3 separate regions of the Sus scrofa genome follow, and regions 2 and 3 are each linked to region 1. A link is a contact called in public HiChIP or PLAC-seq data. All regions are on one chromosome and are shown on one strand. The core of a region is the stretch at or near the end of the contact, and the rest is flanking DNA. Distances in the headings are between cores, read along the strand shown.

The links. HiChIP or PLAC-seq counts read pairs in DNA pulled down with a chosen protein or histone mark.
Region 2: an H3K27ac HiChIP or PLAC-seq map of alveolar macrophages shows a contact between it and region 1. The contact joins two enhancer-like sites. A contact is called at or near these places in 4 of 47 Hi-C or Micro-C datasets (alveolar macrophages, epiblast stem cells, fetal skeletal muscle and 1 more) and 2 of 2 datasets of contacts at active chromatin or transcription factors (alveolar macrophages and skeletal muscle).
Region 3: a contact with region 1 is called in an H3K27ac HiChIP or PLAC-seq map of alveolar macrophages. The contact joins two enhancer-like sites. A contact is called at or near these places in 5 of 47 Hi-C or Micro-C datasets (alveolar macrophages, embryonic fibroblasts, epiblast stem cells and 2 more) and 2 of 2 datasets of contacts at active chromatin or transcription factors (alveolar macrophages and skeletal muscle).

Annotation. Positions count from the first base shown.
Region 1 is chr13:3,522,411-3,525,167 of Sscrofa11.1, forward strand. It overlaps RFTN1 (raftlin), which reads right to left. Exons shown (of 10, transcript XM_021071357.1): 5 at 1,806-2,157. Among named protein-coding and RNA genes, the nearest start is that of TRNAE-UUC, 47 kb to the right of the region's middle. Within about 2 kb of position 1,436, at least 34 of the 83 cell types and tissues checked have an H3K27ac peak or open chromatin away from gene starts, as enhancers often do. A contact at or near this core is called in alveolar macrophages, where this site is marked.
Region 2 is chr13:3,416,691-3,419,447 of Sscrofa11.1, forward strand. OXNAD1 (oxidoreductase NAD-binding domain-containing protein 1) reads left to right here. Exons shown (of 8, transcript XM_001925300.5): 4 at 751-857. Among named protein-coding and RNA genes, the nearest start is that of OXNAD1, 22 kb to the left of the region's middle. Within about 2 kb of position 1,436, at least 21 of the 83 cell types and tissues checked have an H3K27ac peak or open chromatin away from gene starts, as enhancers often do. A contact at or near this core is called in alveolar macrophages, where this site is marked.
Region 3 is chr13:3,434,960-3,437,716 of Sscrofa11.1, forward strand. OXNAD1 (oxidoreductase NAD-binding domain-containing protein 1) reads left to right here. Exons shown (of 8, transcript XM_001925300.5): 6 at 1-23; 7 at 782-890; 8 at 1,561-2,115. The coding sequence ends at 1,715. Among named protein-coding and RNA genes, the nearest start is that of OXNAD1, 40 kb to the left of the region's middle. Within about 2 kb of position 1,387, at least 22 of the 83 cell types and tissues checked have an H3K27ac peak or open chromatin away from gene starts, as enhancers often do. A contact at or near this core is called in alveolar macrophages, where this site is marked.

The sequences.
Region 1 (2,757 bases), core at 186-2,685:
CAGCCTAAATGTCCATTGACAGATGAATGCATAAAGATGTGGTTACAAATGCACAATGGAATACTACTCATCCATAAGAAAGAATGGAATAATGCCATTTGCAGCATCATGCATGGACCTAGAGACTATCAGTAAGTCAGTCAGAGAAGACAAATATCATATATTACTTACATACAGAATCTAAAAATTGATACAGATGAAATTATTTACAAAACAGAAAGAGACTCACAGATATAGAAAACAAATTTAGTTACCCAAGGGGAAAGAGAGGTGGGGGAGGGATAAACTAAAGAATTTGGGATTAACAGATATACTACTAATATATAAAATAGATAGCCAACAAGGACCTACTATATAGCACAGGGGACTATATAATATATTTATGTATTTTTTTAAATTTTATTTCCCCAATACATTATTTTTTTTCTACTGTACAGCATGATGACCCAGTTACACATATATTTATACATTCTTTTTTCTCACATTATTATTATTATTATTTGCCCTGGCATGTGAAAGTTCCCTGGCCTTGGATCAAAACTGTGTCACAGCAACAACCTGAGCCACTGCAGTGACAATGCCAGATCCTTAACCCACTGTACCACAAAGGAGCTCTTCTCAATATTTTGTAATAACTTAGAAGGGAAAAGAATCTGAAAAGGAACAGATATATATGTATATGTATAACTGTGAGTCGTGTGCTGTATATCTGAAACTAACATGATACCATAAAGCAACTATATTTCAATAAAAAATTTTTACAGTACAGTTTTACAGTTAAAAAAAAAGAATTAGTACATAAATAGTAATATTAACCAGGGAGATAAACCCAGAAAGGTCCAAAGAGAAAGGCCTCCTAAGATCTGGGGCCTCCTCCTATGAGTCTTGTCACTTATCACCTTCCAAAAGCTAGAAGAGGCTGCCATGCAGCTCATACCAGGGCCTGGCTCCCAGAACATGGCTGGACACTACATTTCCTGGAGAAGGAAGATGAAAGGGCATCACAGGGAAATACAAGAGAAACTTTGTCCCCTCAGTCAACCCTGTTCCTCTATTTGAGTCTTACACAGGGAAGACCAGGCAGAGAGCCTGCATGGGCCTCAGTTTACTGGGCTGTAAAATGGGCAATGTCACAAGAGTTCAACCACATCCTAGGAAGAATGAAGAGACAGTCCTATGAAAGCTTGCTGGCACAGGGCCTGGTCCACAGGAAATATTAATAAACATTGGCTGTTATCATTCTTGTGCTGATATTTGAAATCCCCTCCCTAAAGGGCATGCTCCAACGGCCGTGACAATGTGGCTAAGAGGCATCACTTAGTGGTGGCCTCTCTTTGGCAGAGTCCTCGTCACGGTGCTGATCTGTCAACTACACACACTCCCTGAAATCTAGTTGTTTACGGCTGAGCGAGCTGCACGCCCCCCTTCCTGCACAACTTGTCCTCAGCTGGCTTCTTGATTTCCTTCTTTAGGCAGATATTCAAAACAAGCAGAACAAAAGTGGAAGGCCGTTTCTGCATTGGCGCCCAGCATGTTCACACTTCCTGTGTTCACATGGGTCACTCAGGGGCAGCGCAAGGGCCCCGGGGGATAAAAGACCTCGCTAGCGCTCTAGAAGCTCTAGAATCTCCTTTACACGTGACCTTTTGGAGCAATGACAAGTCCCTGCCGTGACGTTCTGCCCCCTGGAAGGCACAGCTTCAGGAAGGAAACTGCGTGACAGTTTCTCCTGTTTGAAGGAGGGTTACTGAAAAGCTAGCAACCCCTCCTTAAGTGGGTCAGAGCTCTGGCGTTGACATACTCACTTCCCGAGCGTGGCTCTCCACGCTCTTCTGACAGGTTGCCGGCTGGTCCATCCTGCGTCCTGCTCATGGAGAGTCCTTGCGATGGAGAGTCCACGCCATCCTGCTCTCCCAAGGGCGGGCTGGGTGGCTGGGAAGCAGGTGCCGCCCCTCTCGGACCTTGACCAGGCTCTGGGCTTCCGTCCATCCCCTCGGGTGCATCTGTAGCCCCCAGGTTCTCATGCCCACACCTGCCAGGCTCCATCGTCACTTCCTGGGCTTCCGTCTGGGGACTGCCGCCTGCTGAGTCCCCAGAACAGCGGTACTGAGGGATGACCCCCACGAATTTCAGGCCCTGACTCGCAGCTTCCTGGATCTGTGAGGGAGACAGAATGATGAGAACGGGGTAAACAGGACATTCTTTCAAAGCGGGGGACACCCAACAACCAAAACAGCTTAAACAGCTCACCCTGTAGGATGTTTCTGTTTGAACTCAAAGTCTCTCAGGCTGGCAGAGGCTCCCTGTCCTCAAGGTAGCACCCACCCCCCAACCCTGGCCCTACTGGGGATGGAGGGCGTGGTTTTTTGGTTTTTTTTTTTTAAGCATGGAAAAACAAAGCACTTGGCCATGAAGGGCTGGGGTGGACTCTATTTGAAATACTATGGTAGCCCTGATTAGTCATTTTTTTCTTAGAAGCTGAAAAAAGGTTCTAAAAGGAGCTGGAACAAAGAGAGATTGAAAAAGGAGGTTCAGGCGTTCCCGATGTGGTCAGCACATAGCACAGCAGAAACGAATCCTACTAGTATCCATGAGCATGTGGGTTCCATCCCTGGCCTCGCTCAGTGGGTTAAGGATCCAATGTTGCCGCGAGCTGTGGGGTAGGTCGCAGACACAGCTCGGATCCCCCATTGCTGTGGCTGTGGTGTAGGCCTGCAGCTGCAGCTCTGATTTGACCCTTAGCCTGGGAACTTCCAA
Region 2 (2,757 bases), core at 186-2,685, 110 kb before region 1:
CCAACTATCTATAGCAATGGGCAGTTTTTGTTGTTTTTTCAAGCTTGTGGACTGTTTATATCTTGTAGAATATAATAAAAAGTGAATTAGAAAAAATAAATGGTAGTTCCCTGGTGGCCTAGTGGTTAAGGATCTGGTGTTGTCACTGCTGTGGCTCAGGTCATTGCTGTGGGGTGTATTTTATCCTGGCCCAGGAACTTTGCATGCTACAGGCATGGCCAAAATGAGTGGATGAATGAAAAGAAACAAAGGCACAAGGAGTACAAACCCAGTTTGTGGTCTATCATTAGAGTCAACAGGCATACAAGTTACACTGTGAAATTGCTAAAAAAAAAAAAAAAAAAAGTTAATTTCTGAATTCAGCTTGTCAAAGACTTGTGGCAAAGCTCAGAACATACATCAGCTTTTCTTATTTGCGTGCACAGCATTGACAGAGCAGGTGGGCTCCAGGCAGGGACTTTACAGGTCTCTGGGGCCCTGGTTCTTCCCAGAGGGCCCAGCCCAGGACATGGAAATGTTTTATGCAGAATAAAATTCAGTCAGTGGGCTAGCAAGTCTCCCCTAAATGAAATTTGTTCACCTGGTGGAAGGCAGAATTCTAAAGCAAAGTGTGCTTTACCTTGTTTTGCAATTATCAAAAACCACATCTTTGTAGATTTCAAAAGAAAAAAAAAAACCTTAGTTATAAGAAAGCCACAGTTTGTTCCTGAGTTGTGTGTACCTAACCTCAGCCACCGTCTTTGGCTCTAGGTGGTGTCAGTGGCTAAGGTGTGTGGAGTGGCCCATGAGTCCCCATCTGTGAAGAGGCTCCGCTTGCTTGTTGCTGATAAAGATTTTTCTTTTAAAGCCGGCCAATGGTAAGTAGCTTTTCTGTCTCCTAAGTGTTGTGTGTGTTCTGGGTGCTGCCAGATATAAGAACTTTATTTTTCCTTCTGGAAAGGACTTCTGTGGCCACTGTTTCTCCTGAGGCATAGGGATTCTTAGAGCGTCTCCATTCAGGCTGTGCTTTTTTTTGTCACAGAGAGTCTGATTCCTTTTCTTGTCCCAGAGCTCACCTTGGTTTTGAGCCCATGACCCTCTTAGACATAAGAAGAAAATTGCTGCCTTGAGTTTTCCAGATTGAAACAAAGCAGCTAGTTGTGGCCAAGGACCCTGATGAAGCCCAACAACTCTGGTGATTCAGGAGTGGATAGTGGATAATAGAATGCACTGCAGTAATCTAATCTGAAATACAGAGTAAACACAGCAGGCTGAAACTGGTTCTTCTAACCAGTTCTGTCACAGAGCTGCTTGCCCTCTGGCCCGAATTCCTGCCTCCCTCATACTGTATTTTGTGGAGTTGAAATATTTTGCTGAATTTATTATCAGGGTCCCCCCATCTGGCCCAGCCCACATCACACTCAGGACTCTGAGGACTAGTCAGTATGCTGCCAGGGTGACAGCCCAGCTGTCCCACTGTTCCTGAGAATGGCCTCCCTGAGCTGCAATTCAAGTTGAATTGTAAATAAAGTGACTTGTATTTCCTTAGGAAAGGTGTGTTTGGGTGTCTGTTTCCTTGATTTAAATAAAGCATTCATTTCTAAATGAATTTCTGGCATGTCAGTCTTGGTAGTCTTTCTTAGGAGTCACTTGACTAATTTTGGCAGTCCATCTGGAAATGTGGTTTTGTTAGAAGGAGGATGTGTGATAATAGCAAGTGTGATAATAGCAAGAGTTAGCAGTCTTGTGTTAATAGTTTGCCTTTGAATTTAGAACTAGAAAACAAGATGCTGATTGCAATAATTTGCGTTCATGAAGCAATTTACTGCAATCTTTGCACATGTTCGGTGATACATATTAAGTGCATTTGGGCTGGTTTGGGGGGGTGGGCAACGTTTTTTACCCTTCGAAACTAGTTTAGCTGTTATTACACTGAAAAGTGCAAACTTTAATTGTAATGATCTTTCTTTCCACATTTCCCTTCTGGGAAAGTGTTTGTGTCCTGTGCACACCCTTAGCTCCGTGCCTTCAGTTTAGGATTGTGCCAAGACTCTGACCCCAGTGTCCTGATTAGAAAAACCCTGTGCCTTGGTTATGTTGCTGCTTCCCTGGTGTGCGTGCAATTGTACTAGCACTAGCAAAAACTGTGAAGAAAAATGTCATCATTCCCTAGTGATACACATAGAAATAGGGTCCCGTTGTGATCCTCAAGATAAAATCACTCGGGGTTGGTGTTACATACCCCGTATCAGTGAATAGATTTGGTGACTTCCCTGATGTTGGGGCTGGTTTTAGTACATGCCTGACATGGGGGCGGATCACCTCTGGCTGGTCAGTATTGACCATTTCCCTGCCAGGTGTCCTTAGCACTCACTCCTGGCGCCTGGACTGTCCTCTTTAAAAGATTATTCCCTCACCACTGACTCACTCTACGACTCTGGAAGCTGTGAGCCCTTTGGATGTGTGACTTTGTGGTTACAGAATGGCCCTTTGCTGAGGTGTGGCATTGCTCCTTCAGCGTTGTTGCTGGGATGGCTTATGTGCCAGGCTCTCCTAGATCGTCTGATATACAGTCACCTCCGCTTGGCACTTGGGGGACGAGGCAAGGATTAGGGAAAGAGGGAGTGTGTGATTGTGGCTGATGCAGCTTGTGTGCTTGGGATGGTCAGAGTAGAGTGCTGCGTGGGGTAGGGAGAGGATTGCCACTGGGCTCTTGGGATAGGGGTTGGGCCATGACGATACACTCCTGAGCTCTTTCCCCCGACACTTGCCAAACTC
Region 3 (2,757 bases), core at 137-2,636, 88 kb before region 1:
ACACCAGCGAGCTCCTGTTCAAGGTGAGGTGAGAAGTGTGTGTCTCAGAGCTTGCTGTGAGCAAACCTCGTTATGGTATTAGTGCCCAGGGAATTTTCTTCTCCGTCTCTCTTCTCTGCAGCAATTCACAACCAAAGGCTTGAAAGGCTGGATCATGTTCATATGAGAATTAAACAGCACATCTTGCCCAAGACAATTAAAAAAGCTAGTGCTGAGGAGGTTCTTGGGGAAGTATCAGGAGGGCCAGGGCTGGCTGGCTCGGATCTGGAGGTGGACGAGCAGAAAAGCCACTGTGGCCCCGGGGTTCCCCAGAGAGTCAGGAGGCCTACGAATGGGTTTGATGGTGCAGGAGTAGATTGCACCCAGCTGGCTACGTGAAACCCTTATCAGTTGCATCTGTGGAAACTCTAGTCCCTTTGATGGGAGAAGGCTTTCACTCTTTGCAGCTGCAAAGATGAACAAAAGAACAGAAACAGTTAAAAGACACAACTGTGGTCAGTGAAACTGCTGCTTAATTGCCCACACTTGGGAGAAAGGAAAAAGAAAAAACTCCCGGAGAGTTAGTAATATGCTTGTTAGCATATTCAGATTTCAATTAAAGCCGCAGAGCCCTCCGTACTCGCAATGCTCCAGCCTGCTCGGCTGCAAACAATATCTCTAAGTGGAGAGCCGGGGCAGTAGACGTGTGCAGAATGGCAGGGGAGGCTCCGCGTCCGAGGGGGTGCACATCTGTTTTGATTTTTTAAAATTGTAGTGTGACCAAATATGTTTGACATTCCAGAAAAATATCCTCGATTTAGTAAATGAATTTCCTGAGAAGATTGCCTGCAGTTTGCATGTTACAAAGCAGACTACACAAATCAGTGCAGACCTCAAGCCATACATCACGGGTGAGTCCCCTGAAGATATTTTGACTACCTCCATGCCATTATTTTGTGGCTGTGCCAGTTGGTTGAGTAGATGCTTCATTGTTGGAAGTCACTGGCTGGGAATATCACTACCTGGGGAATTGAGAAGTGATTCATCAGGGAAAAATACGGGGAGATTAGTTGGATTTACTTATTACATATAGAGCTCCTATGGCCCATATTAAAAATTTATTCTCCATGTTTTTTAAGGGACCTTTGCATCATCACTGTAGTATGCATACAAAGACCGTATAGTCAGCTTTGATTGCATCAGTGCCATTTGCCATTAATAGTCATTTAGATTTCTCATGGTTTCCCTTTTTTGGAAGGGTTTCTCACAAAGCAGTTTATTTACTTTGTTGAAGGCAGTTTTGAATCTCTCCCAAAGATCAGCACACTCCCTGGTGCTGTCTGGATAGTGCATCATGCTCGGCTGCCCACAGCGCTGCTGTGAATTCAGGAAACCTGGAGACACGCTTCTGCTTCGGTCTGGCCTGGACACCAACAAGAGCCAGTTCGTGGATGACTCAGGACGCAACCCCCTGAGCTTAGTTATTGAAAATAAACACTGTTGCCAAGTTGTGGTTAGCCTTTCCTCTTTTTAATACAAACATGGCTGGCTTAATCTAGTGTCTGTTCTGTTTTTTGGTAGAAGGAAGACTAACGGAGAAGGAGATAAGAGATCATATTTCGAAAGAGACCTTGTTCTACCTTTGTGGCCCACCTCCGATGACAGACTTCTTCTCCAAGGAACTGGCGAGGAGCCACATTCCCAGAGAGCACATTTGCTTTGAGAAGTGGTGGTAGGGGGCAGGCAGAGGTGGAAAAGGGTGAATCAGGAGGGCCTCTAGGATAGTGACAGGCAGCATGCTCTGTGATTTGTGGCAGGATGAATTTACCTCTATCCAGTCTTATATTTTAAGGCTGTGAACTCAGTGACCAGTTGGAGAAGACAAGAAAAGCAGCTGACATACTTAAAGGCCTTTTGCCGAAAAGTTTATTGATGAAACTTTTTTTTACTACGTTGACTTTTATGAATGACTGATTAACTCATGTTGTACCTGGAATTGACCAATACAGGTTTCCTTTCCCCTTAAGGAAAAAAACATGAAAATATGGTTTGTGTGTGAAATGTAGGCTATATTTAAATTATTTTACAGCAGCTTCTCTATCTCATGTTGAATAAACTTAAACATATTCTTGATCATTTCACCTTGAAATTTTTTTTAATTTAAAAAAGTGTTTTTAATGATTTTAATTTTTTCCATTATAGCTGGCTTACACTGTTCTGTCAATTTTCTATAGCACGGCAAAGAGTCTTCACTTTAAAATTCTTTATATTCTTAGCATTAGTGTGGCCTATAGCCTTGCTTCTTCAGACCATTAAAGTTGGGTTTGGAAATAGGAAATTATTAGGAAACTGCTTTAGGGAATTGACTATCCAGCATATTTGCTTCATGTGAATGGATATCCTAAGTATATATACTAATTGTTCATTTCTTCTCAAAGGAAGCCTTTTCTGGGGTTTGTGTCTCGGCTGCCTATTTCAAAGCTGCATGTAGGAAGCAGCTTCTCATTTGGGATAAAGTCTAGGGTGACTTCTGTGTTCCCTGTGGAATCTGCCTTCAGTGGTGGGCTGGTTAGCTGTAGAACTGTGCTTAGGAATGATTAAGGGGTACAGAGCCATTTCCAAATCCTGCTTCTTTGCCTTTTATTTCGTTCTTCTTCCAGGTTGTTCCTGCCACAGCAGCTTCTCACATACCTGTTGAGTAACTGAAAGAAACTTCACACTTTACCGCTTGCTAAGCCTGGGGTCCAGGAAGCAGTCGCCAGGATAAGTGGAGAGAGT